3 separate regions of the Pan troglodytes genome follow, and all the other regions are linked to region 2. Evidence: chromatin contacts called from public Hi-C and HiChIP or PLAC-seq data. All regions are on one chromosome and are shown on one strand. Each heading gives the region's core, a stretch centred on a gene start, on an enhancer-like site or on the middle of the called end of the contact. The rest is flanking DNA. Distances are from core to core; before and after follow the strand shown. Region 1 has its middle 22 kb from the start of RTN4RL2. Region 2 holds the start of YPEL4 (yippee like 4). Region 3 holds the start of RTN4RL2 (reticulon 4 receptor like 2).

What was found. A called contact is a pair of places that touch in the nucleus more often than the background predicts. HiChIP or PLAC-seq counts read pairs in DNA pulled down with a chosen protein or histone mark.
Region 1: a contact with region 2 is called in a Hi-C map of stem cell-derived neural progenitor cells, with 4 times the contacts expected there. The contact joins the enhancer-like site here to the promoter of YPEL4 in region 2. A contact is called at or near these places in 2 of 7 Hi-C or Micro-C datasets (induced pluripotent stem cells and stem cell-derived neural progenitor cells) and 1 of 1 datasets of contacts at active chromatin or transcription factors (stem cell-derived excitatory neurons).
Region 3: a contact with region 2 is called in an H3K4me3 HiChIP or PLAC-seq map of stem cell-derived excitatory neurons, with 4 times the contacts expected there. The contact joins the promoter of RTN4RL2 here to the promoter of YPEL4 in region 2. A contact is called at or near these places in 1 of 7 Hi-C or Micro-C datasets (induced pluripotent stem cells) and 1 of 1 datasets of contacts at active chromatin or transcription factors (stem cell-derived excitatory neurons).

Annotation. Positions count from the first base shown.
Region 1 is chr9:59,754,798-59,757,801 of NHGRI_mPanTro3-v2.0_pri, forward strand. No RefSeq gene overlaps it. Among named protein-coding and RNA genes, the nearest start is that of RTN4RL2, 22 kb to the left of the region's middle. Within about 2 kb of position 1,549, at least 10 of the 24 cell types and tissues checked have an H3K27ac peak or open chromatin away from gene starts, as enhancers often do. A contact at or near this core is called in induced pluripotent stem cells, stem cell-derived excitatory neurons and stem cell-derived neural progenitor cells, where this site is marked.
Region 2 is chr9:59,922,002-59,925,064 of NHGRI_mPanTro3-v2.0_pri, forward strand. YPEL4 (yippee like 4) reads right to left here and starts at 1,263. Exons shown (of 5, transcript XM_508436.7): 1 at 1,025-1,263.
Region 3 is chr9:59,732,141-59,735,328 of NHGRI_mPanTro3-v2.0_pri, forward strand. It overlaps RTN4RL2 (reticulon 4 receptor like 2), which reads left to right and starts at 1,826. Exons shown (of 3, transcript XM_016920901.4): 1 at 1,826-2,274. The coding sequence starts at 2,244.

The DNA.
Region 1 (3,004 bases), core at 299-2,798, 170 kb before region 2:
CCAAAGATGTCTCTGGCTATTGCTTCGAAGGTAGGAGCTTTGGTTGGTTCTCCCCTTTCTCTTCAGGCCCAAACTCCCCACCTCAAGATCCTTTGGCCTTTGTAGAAACTTCAGGTGAGGAGGTGGCAGAGAAATAAGAAAGTGTGCAAGGCTGGTGGAGTGAGAGAGGAGGATAGATGGTAAAGCCCTAGCAGAGGGGAGGGAAGTGGGCAGTGGAGAGAGGAAGGGAAGACCCTGCTCAGAGAGAGAAGAGCCAGGCACAGACTCCTTCCTTCCTTCCTTCCTTCCTTCCTTCCCTCCCTCCATCTTCTCCACGCCTGGTATCATCATACAGAAGCAGAGAGGACTGCACTTGGTGAAAGTTTCAATTCTCCTGTGTGGAGAGGTGAGCACTGAGGAAGGGGTGGGGGCTGTCAAAGGAGACTTACCCAATCTTTCCAGCCCACCAATCCCTTGCCCAGTGTTTCTATAAAATAAGGGCCTTTTGCATCTGATTTAAGTAGGAAGCTGATTCCTGAGCCCCTCAGATCTGCTGAATCAGACAGCTAAGGGGGCCCTGGAATCTGCATTTTAGCAAGTGGAGGTGGGTTATGAAGCACTCCAAAGTTTGAGACACGCCTCAAAGGTGGAGTGGTTCTGTGGGGGGCAGAAAGGAAAATGCAAAGGGGGAAGGGGTCACACTTGGGGAAGGTTTCAGACAATACCGAGTGGAAAGGGTGATGCCAGGTGTGGGGAATAACAGATAGAGGAGGCAAAGTGAGTGGAGACCAAGCCAGACTGGGGAGGAGGGGGCCACAGCCAAGGTGAGACAGGTCAGCAGCCAGAAACCGAAGCAGACACTTGCAGGGTGCACCCCGCCCTCTCTTCGTGGCAATCTGAGACCGAGGACGTGGAGACCCTGGAGAGCCCCCCACCTTGTTTCTGGGGCGGGGGTCAGAGAGGAAGCCTCTCATCCCCGGGCACCAGCGGCCTTCCCGGGAGGCTCAACACGCAGATACCTGGATAGGCGTCCATCATTCCCCCGGCCAGAGCCCACCAACGCTCCTCGAGGTCCGACCTTGTCCCTCCTTCTACCCCACAGTCCCCAGTCCTAGCTCATCTGCATAAAGCTCCAATTAACATGTTTTTCCTTTGCTATTTGCGATCCCAGAACTCGTTCCCCACACCGAGCCCGTTTCCCGCCGCCTCCTCGCCCCTGGGAGGGCGGCCCCATTAACCCTCGCGACCCGGGCCGCTCCTGGCGGTCCTGACCCCGCCACCCCGTCCCGCGGTGGGGGTTTGGGGGTGAGGGGCGCGCCCTGGGGCAGAGGATTGCGCGGCAGGGTCTGCCACAGGGCAGAGGCCAGGGCTCTCCGGGAAAAAGGCAGGCGCATATATGCCCCCCTTTCTGGGAAAAGACGGGGAGGGGGGCTTCTCCTGGGAGACTCCAGGCTTCGAAATTCCTCGTTCCCTATCCTCCGGCCCCCGCACCCCTCCTCCTCCCCGCCACGCACCCTCTCCCCTCCCCAGCCATCTGTTCCACTCCGCAGCGCCGCGACAAACACGGCTCCAGCTCGCTTCCGCCCCTGCCCAGCCCCCTCCCCAAGCCCCGGGGAGTGGGGGAGTGAGCAGACGCCCTTCTCCTAGGAGGCCGGAATTTCTGCCTCCATCTCCCACCGGGGTCCGGCTGGCCAGAGGCAAGTTTCGAAACCCCCCACCAACCACCACCACCGTTGCGAGGGCCGGTGAGGCTGCAGATAACGCTTGCAAGGACGGGAGTCGGGGAGGGTGTAGGGCGAGTTTAAAGGACGGGCAGAGCAAGCCCCGGGTAGGGGCTCTGCAGCCCAAGACCCGGGAAGAGGCAGGGGTTTTCCCTCCCGGGTCGCCGCCCCCCGCACCCTCGGAGCCAGCCGCAGCCACGCAGCGCCGCCTGCCGGGCACACCAAGGACCTGGCGCGCACGTGGCGCTTCCCCCCACCCCCGGGTCCGCTCCTGGCTCGCGCTCAGCCTCCCCAGACTATTCGCAAACTGAGGATCCCGGACACAGAGTGCAGAGACCCCGGCAAGCCTACTGAAAGCCAGCCGAACCCGCTGGTGGGTGCTAGCCAATTCTGATTTTGTACTTTGCAAAAACAAAAAAAGTCAGTGTTGGAAGTCGGGAGTCTGGGCTCAGAGCAGCAGGGATCTGCGATGTGACTTTGCCAAGTCTCCAGACCCCTGAGGACAGGTTTTCCTATCTGAAAACGGAGGGGTCAGTCTCTCTTATTAACTTCTCAAGAGAAACAAAGACAAAGGGAGGGAAAATGGCTTAGCTGGAATGCTGTCTTACAGAGCCAACCTTTGGAGGTGGGGGGGATGGCCAAGGCCTCTGAGGTCACTCTTGGCCCCAGGAGCAGCTGAGAACCGGAAAGAAGCTTGGGACCTCCTTTCTGCAGAGCTATCCTTTCCACGGACTGCCGAGGTTCCAAATTGAGCTCCACCACCTAACACTGTGTGCCCTTGGGTGTGTGCCTTAACCTCTCTGGGCTTGTTTCCTACAGCGACAAGAAAGAATGACAACACCAACCTCTTAGGCTATAGTTTGGATAAAATGAGATAGCTGTGTAGAACAGACAGATCCTAAACCAATGTTAGTTTTCCCTTCATTTGGGGACTTGCTCTAACCTCCAGGGCTTATGTCCCAGAGGCACAAGCAGGTGCAGGGCTGGATAAATAAGGTATGTCTTTCTGCAGGATCTCTTGTCCTCACTGATGGTGTCTTCTCTTGATATAGATAATTTTAAAGCTTCACGTTATTTATTTATTTACTTTAAAGCCTCACTTTAATGTTAAAGGTAAATGTAAATATAGTATAACAAGGAAGCTCAAAATTTGCATAAGGTTTTAAGATAAAATAGGAGACTCCAAAAAAGTGTTACTTTCGGCAGGCCCTAGGGATGCTATGGTGGGAAGTTTGAGTCATACCTTAGCATTCTTTCTAAAGCATTCTGTCCTAATCCTCTGTATGGAGAAAAGCCAGCTTCCT
Region 2 (3,063 bases), core at 13-2,512:
AAGGCCGCCAGGCAGTCTCTCCGCAAAACCTCCATAGAGACTATCTTCAGTTTCAGGTCCTCTCCTCCGGACTGGGCCCCAGGAAGACACCTTGGGCTGAGTTCAGGGTGACATTGGGCTCCGGCTGCAGGAAACGGGCCCTCCTCGCCAAGAGACCACCTTTCAGTCTCTGCTTCACAGGTTTGCCTTCAACTTTGCCAGCGAGTTCCCCTCTGACATGCACCACCTTGAAACACCTTCTTCAAGGGGCATGGGGAATGGGGCAGCTTGGGTCCCCAATCCTGAGCTCCTTCTCCAGCCTCCGGCCGTCACGCCTCCCTCCCTCTCCCCTAATTCCCAGTCAAGCCAAGGAAAGGCTGCACAGAAGGCCAGAGAATCACAAAGGGGAGTAGGGGTCATTTTTTCACCCATCTCGGATCACAGGGAGAAGCAAGTTGGGCAAATGACTGGAGAAAAAACAAAGGCAAGCCGAGTGCTGGGGAGAGATGTTCCCCTGAAGTGAGACGGGGCTGGACCGTAGGAGAAAGGGGAGAGGGAGGGCTGGCGGGGGCAACTGACAGCTGACAGCAGAGGCGCCGAGGCGGAGGCTGGAGGAACCAGGTGCGAATCTCGTGCTTCTCAGGGGGGAAAAGGAAAGGGGGGGACACCTGCTCACAATGGATTTTCTCATCTGCTCTGAGGTTTTGGCACCCCCCAGGCTGGTATTCTCAGTATGGTATGGTCCAAATAATTAGCAGCACCGCCAGCTCCCAGGGCAGGCTTTGGGGGTCTGCACCAGCAGCAAAACAATAAACAGTGATGCCTGATGCTGCAGCCAAAGTTGCCGGGAAATAAGTGCGGGAATCGTCAGAGCTTGGAGAGGGATGGAGGAACCGAGAGAGAGGAGCGGAGGCAGCGGGGAGGGGGAAGGGAGGACAAAGGGTGGATGAATAATGCTTTTGCAAAGGGGAGAAAGCAACACGCAGCAGGAGGAGGAAATTTGCAAAGAGAAAAAAATTCATTTGGAGAAGGGCTGCCCCCTCACCTTGAGGTCTGCTCCAGAGATCTCCGTCTATCTCTCTCTCTCTCTCTCAATCTCTCAATCTCTCTGCTCACTCTTCTCTCTTCTCTTTCCGCTCCTTCAATTGGGAAGGGGATGGGGGTGGGTGGGGGGAGGGTAGTTGGGGGCTCAAGACTGGGGCTGCAAAGCTGGCCAGCTGCTGGGGGGGCAGAGGTTGTCTCTCGTTCTGTACCTCGGTCTGTGGGTGAATGTGGCTGTGTGTTGTGGAACTGCATCATAACACTGTGAGTCATCCATCCCCCCCACCCCCCCTCACCTCCCACGTCAGAGCAGGGCTGGGAGACACAGGAGGCGGGTCGGAAGGAAGGGAGGGGGTAGGCATCAAGGGATGGGGCTAGAGGAGTGGGGGCCGAGGGACAAGGCGGCGATGGTGGGCAAGGGGAGAGGCAGGTTGTTAAGGAGGAAGGCAGTGTGGCCAAGGAGATACGAAGAACCTGGGGGAAGGACAGGGCTGGGCAAGGATGCAGTGAGGGTGGCAGGGCTGGAGGAAAGGAGGTGGCAAGGCTGGTGAAGGAAGAGATGGATGCAGAGTGAGGGAGCACACACACATTTAAGATGATACACTTTCCCATTTCAGCTTGGACACCAGCCCTGAAGCAGGGAAAAGACAGATGTACTAATTGTCATGGATGGCAAACTGTGCCCCCAAACTTGTACCAAGCCTCAAAGCCTTGGTTTAATACTCCTGAAGGAGTAATAGACCCAATGTGACATTTTGCATGCAGGAACCCCTTAACAGCTACCTCCAAATTATGCGTGCTTCATGAATGGAGACACCTACATTATATGAAGTTCTCTATTGGGCTGTAAACTTCCTGAGACAGGCCTTCTGGGAAATTACTCTCTATATCCCAGGACTGCAATGTCCAGTGCAGACCCGTGCATTTAGATGTTTCCAAAATAGCGGTTGTTTCCACGGCATTATGTTCTGCTGGCCTAGAGGTCTTAGTTCCAGAGGGAGGAATGCTGCCACCAAGAGACACAACAATGATTCCATTAAGCTGGAAGTTAAGATTGCAACCCGGCCACTTTGGGCTCTTCTTACTTTTAAGCCAACTTGCTAAGAAGGGAGTTACAGTGTTTGACCCAGACTATCAAGATGAAATCAGTCTACTACTCCACAATGGAGGTAAGGAAGGATGCGTGGAATACAGGAGATCACGTAGGGCGTCTCTTAATATTACCATGCCCTGTGATTAAGGTCAATGGGAAACTGCAACAGCCCAATCCAGGCAGGATGACAAATGGCCCAGACCCTTCAGGAATGAAGGTTTGGGTCACTCCATCAGGTAAAAAAACATAATCTGCTGAGGTGCTTGCTGAAGGCAAATGGAATTCAGAATGGGTAATCGAAGAAGGTAGTCATCAATACGAACTATGACCATGTGACCAGTTGCAGAAATGAGGACTGTAATTGTCATGAGTATTTCCTCCTCCTTTTGTTAGGAACATGTTTGTGCATATATACACTTGTATTAAGAAAATATCTTCATTTTATTTCCTTTCTTTTGCCTTTATCATGTGACATAAGACTTACTGACTTGATATCAGCACTTAAGTGTTGTTAACTCTATGTAATAGCATTTGGGTTGGGGATTGGTGCGTTTCCGGTTGTACAAAGGATAGCTGTATTATGTTAAGCGTAATTATGACCTTATTATTGTCCTTATTTGAAGATCATGTATGATTTCAGGAGACGTGTATGGGTTCAAGTTGACAAGGGGTGGACTGGTGATGGTTAATATTGTCAACTAGATTGGATTGAAAGATGCAAAGTATTGTTCCTGGGTGTGTCTGTGAGGGTATTGCCAAAGGCGATTAACATTTGAGTCAATGGACTAGGAAAGGCAGACCCACCTCAATCTGGATGGGCACAATGTAATCAACTGTCAGCTAGGCCAGAATAAAAGCAGACAGAAGAATGTGGAAAGACCAGACTGGTTTAGCCTCCGAGCCTACATCTTTCTCCCATGCTGGACGCTTCCTGCCCTCGAATATTGAAC
Region 3 (3,188 bases), core at 576-3,075, 190 kb before region 2:
AGGCCCTCCCCCCAGGCGCAGGCCCTAGTCGGGGTGGGTCCTGGGGAAACGCAGGGTCCTGTCCTGCCTCCTGGAAATAGGGGGAGCCCGGGGTGAGGGAAGACGGGAGCCCCAGAGACTTTTCTTTCTGTTTCTACCTGATCCGAAAACGAGAGGGGCGGGAAAGGAAATTTAGGGGCACAGAGAGGAGCTGGGGGGCCGAGAAGGTCCGAAAATGGAACCAGCAGGGGGCACCCGAGAGCCGAGGTGCCCGCGGGCCGGGAGCCTGGGAATGAAACTGGGGAAGAGGGGGAGAGAAAGGGAGGCAGAGACACCGAGACACACAGAGACGAGAGACAGAGACGCAGGGAGCCCCGCGGGGAGGAGGAGAGAGACGAAGACACAGAGAGACAGTGAGAAAGACAGAAGACCGGGCAGGGAAACAGACGAGTAGAGACAGAAAAGGTCCGAGAGAGAGTGAGGGAGGGAGGGAACAGAGAGACAGAGACCACGAAATATGAGTAAGAGTCGGAGGAGAAAACCAGAGAAATCGAATGAGAACGCGAGAAGAACGAGAGACCGTGGAAGGAGCAGAGAATGAATGGGAAGAATAAGACCAACATTTATCAAGAGCCGACTGTATGCCAGGCACTGCATTGGACCCTGGCACGGATAGGAAAGGAGGAGCCGCGGCGCGGGCAGCGGGGCGAGGGGCTTTCGTGCTCGCGGGAGCGGCAGCCCAGGGGGCTCAGCAGCCCCGGCACCGCCGCACCTGCGGCTCCAGCAGCCCCAACCCCGCCAGCGCTGCCTGGCCACCGTACCCGAAGCGGCTCCCCAGAGGGCCCCGAGCCTATCCTACGCCGGGGCGGCTCCGCGGACGCGCCGGGCCGAGTCAAGACCTGGGTCAACCGCCCTGCAGCCTTTGTAGGGAAGTGCCTAGGTGATGGGTCTGCTGATACCGCCTGTGACCAGGCCACGAAGGGCCAGAGGGGCTCCAGTGAGACCATAATCCGCCCCTCTTTAAAAGGGGGTAGAGGAAGTTCACGCGAAGCCAACAGTCTTCTCCCCAGCTTTGGGTCCTTTCCTGCACCCCCGCGGGAGATAAGGTCTCCCCTCCCGGACACATCATACATACACAAAAAAACGCACACACTCGCACGCGCGCCCATCTCGCACCCGCTTGTAAATGCACTAAGGGGCATACACACACCGGGCACATATTTCTTTCCACCCATCCCCAAGATCGCAAGCGCAAAACCTCGCACAGCCTCACGTTTCCCACCAGCTCAGACATGCACGCTGGCGGACTTTCAGCGGCTCACCCGTGTGCACACTCACGTGCCCCCCCGCTTCCCCAAGCCCGTACAAAGGGTAACGGGCAAGCATCCTGAGTCACACCTGCACAAGCATCCTTGCGCGCACGTGCACGCTCATATGCACTCGATCTTGCACGCACAAACTCTTGCATATACTATTCTTATAGTCGCACACTGGGCTTGAGGTCTGGGAGTGGAAGGAAAAGTGGAATCTTGGAGCTGTCCCAGGGGACAGAAATGCTGGAGGCTGGGACACTGGCGCGAGGGACGCGGCTGGGGGCGGGGGAGGGGGTGACCCAGAAGCTCATCTTCTCCTGGAAAGTTGGGAGGGGGGAACAGGACAAGTCCACGGGGTTCCCCTAAACTACCGCATTCCCCCAAGAAGGGATTTCTCTAGAAGAGTGGCGCCGAGAGGACGATCGAACACAGTCCTCCGGGTCGCTTAAGCGGGGGGGGGGGGGGGGGGGGGGCGGGGTGGAGGGGGTTAGAAAGCCGCTCCCGCCTCCTAGTGGTGGAGAAAGGGTTAAGTCGGCAAGCCAGCAAACGAGGGAGGAGCCAGCGAGTGCGGGAAGGAGTGGGGGTGGTTGGGAAGAGCTTCCTCGCTGTCCCCACTCTCCCTCGGCTAGCAGCCTGGGCACACGGACCGACAGACTGACGGACTCTCGAGCGGACAGCGCAGCTAGCGGGGCGCGGGCGCTGGGCGTCGACGGCCAGCCCCAGCCTTCCCCGCCCCGTCGCGCCCCGCCCCGTCCCGTCGGGGCCGATGGCTCCTCCCGAGGCCCGCAGCCCGGGCGGCGCAGGGTAGAGCGCCGCGGCCCGGCCACGCAGCCCGGGGACTCCCGGGCCCTCCCGGAGCCCCGCGGGGTCCCCGCCGTGCATCCGGCGGGCTCAGGGAGCGAGTGGGAGCGCCCTCCCCCCGCTGCCCCCTCCCCCGAGCATCGAGACAAGATGCTGCCCGGGCTCAGGCGCCTGCTGCAAGGTAAGAACGCCAGCGGCGGGAGAGCGGAGGGCATCCTGGGGAGAGAAGCAGGGCGTCCCCTCTTTCAGGGATTGAGGGTGGGGCAGTTGGGGAGGTGGGGTAACCTGGGGAAGGGGAAAAGCTCAGCGCTGGGGCCGCGCCCCCGCCGCCAGGGCTGTTCTCAGCAGGAGGGCACTTGGCTGGGAGCCCGCGGGCGCGTGCGAGGAGCTCGTGACCGAGGTGGGACGCAGGGGGCAGGGGGACCCGGCCCGGAGCGGGGAGGGAGGCTCAGGTTCCGCTGTCCCCGCTCCACCTGCTCCGGGGGACGCTGAGGACTCGGGCCGGCTGGGGAAGCGCCGACTCAGCAACTCCTCCTGCCCGGTGCCTCAGCACTTTCTGGCCACCTGGGAAGACAGGAGATGTGGGTAGGGGGCTGTCTGGGGAGGTAGGAGGCGCAGAGGGAAATCCAAGTGGCCCTCTCTGGTAGGAGAGATGGAGGGCGCTAGAAAGAGGATAGTTCTACTGATTGAGTGACAGATAAGGGTGTGGGCCAGAGATTGGGGGTGGGGTGGGGAGGGGTCAGGGGGAGAGGGATAGGAAGGAGAACTCAAAGATGGAGAAAGTGGTGAGGGAAGCTCAAAGGAGGAGGGAGATGGAGCGGGGGAGGGGGAGAAGGAATAAAGGTTAGACGGGAAAAGCGTGGAGGGAAGTGGGAAGAGGGAAGGAGAGGAAAGACCAGATCAGGGGAGGGATGGGAAGAAGACTATGGACAGGGACCCAGAATCCTGGGATGGAGGTAGCGGGAAAGAGAATCAGGACTGGGACCCTGGGGACTGGAATGGAAAAGGAGAATGGAAAGATCAGAAACCAGAGAAGGATGGGGATGGTGACTAGAGAAGGGGTATCAGGAACCGGAGAAGAGGGTTGGAGACAGG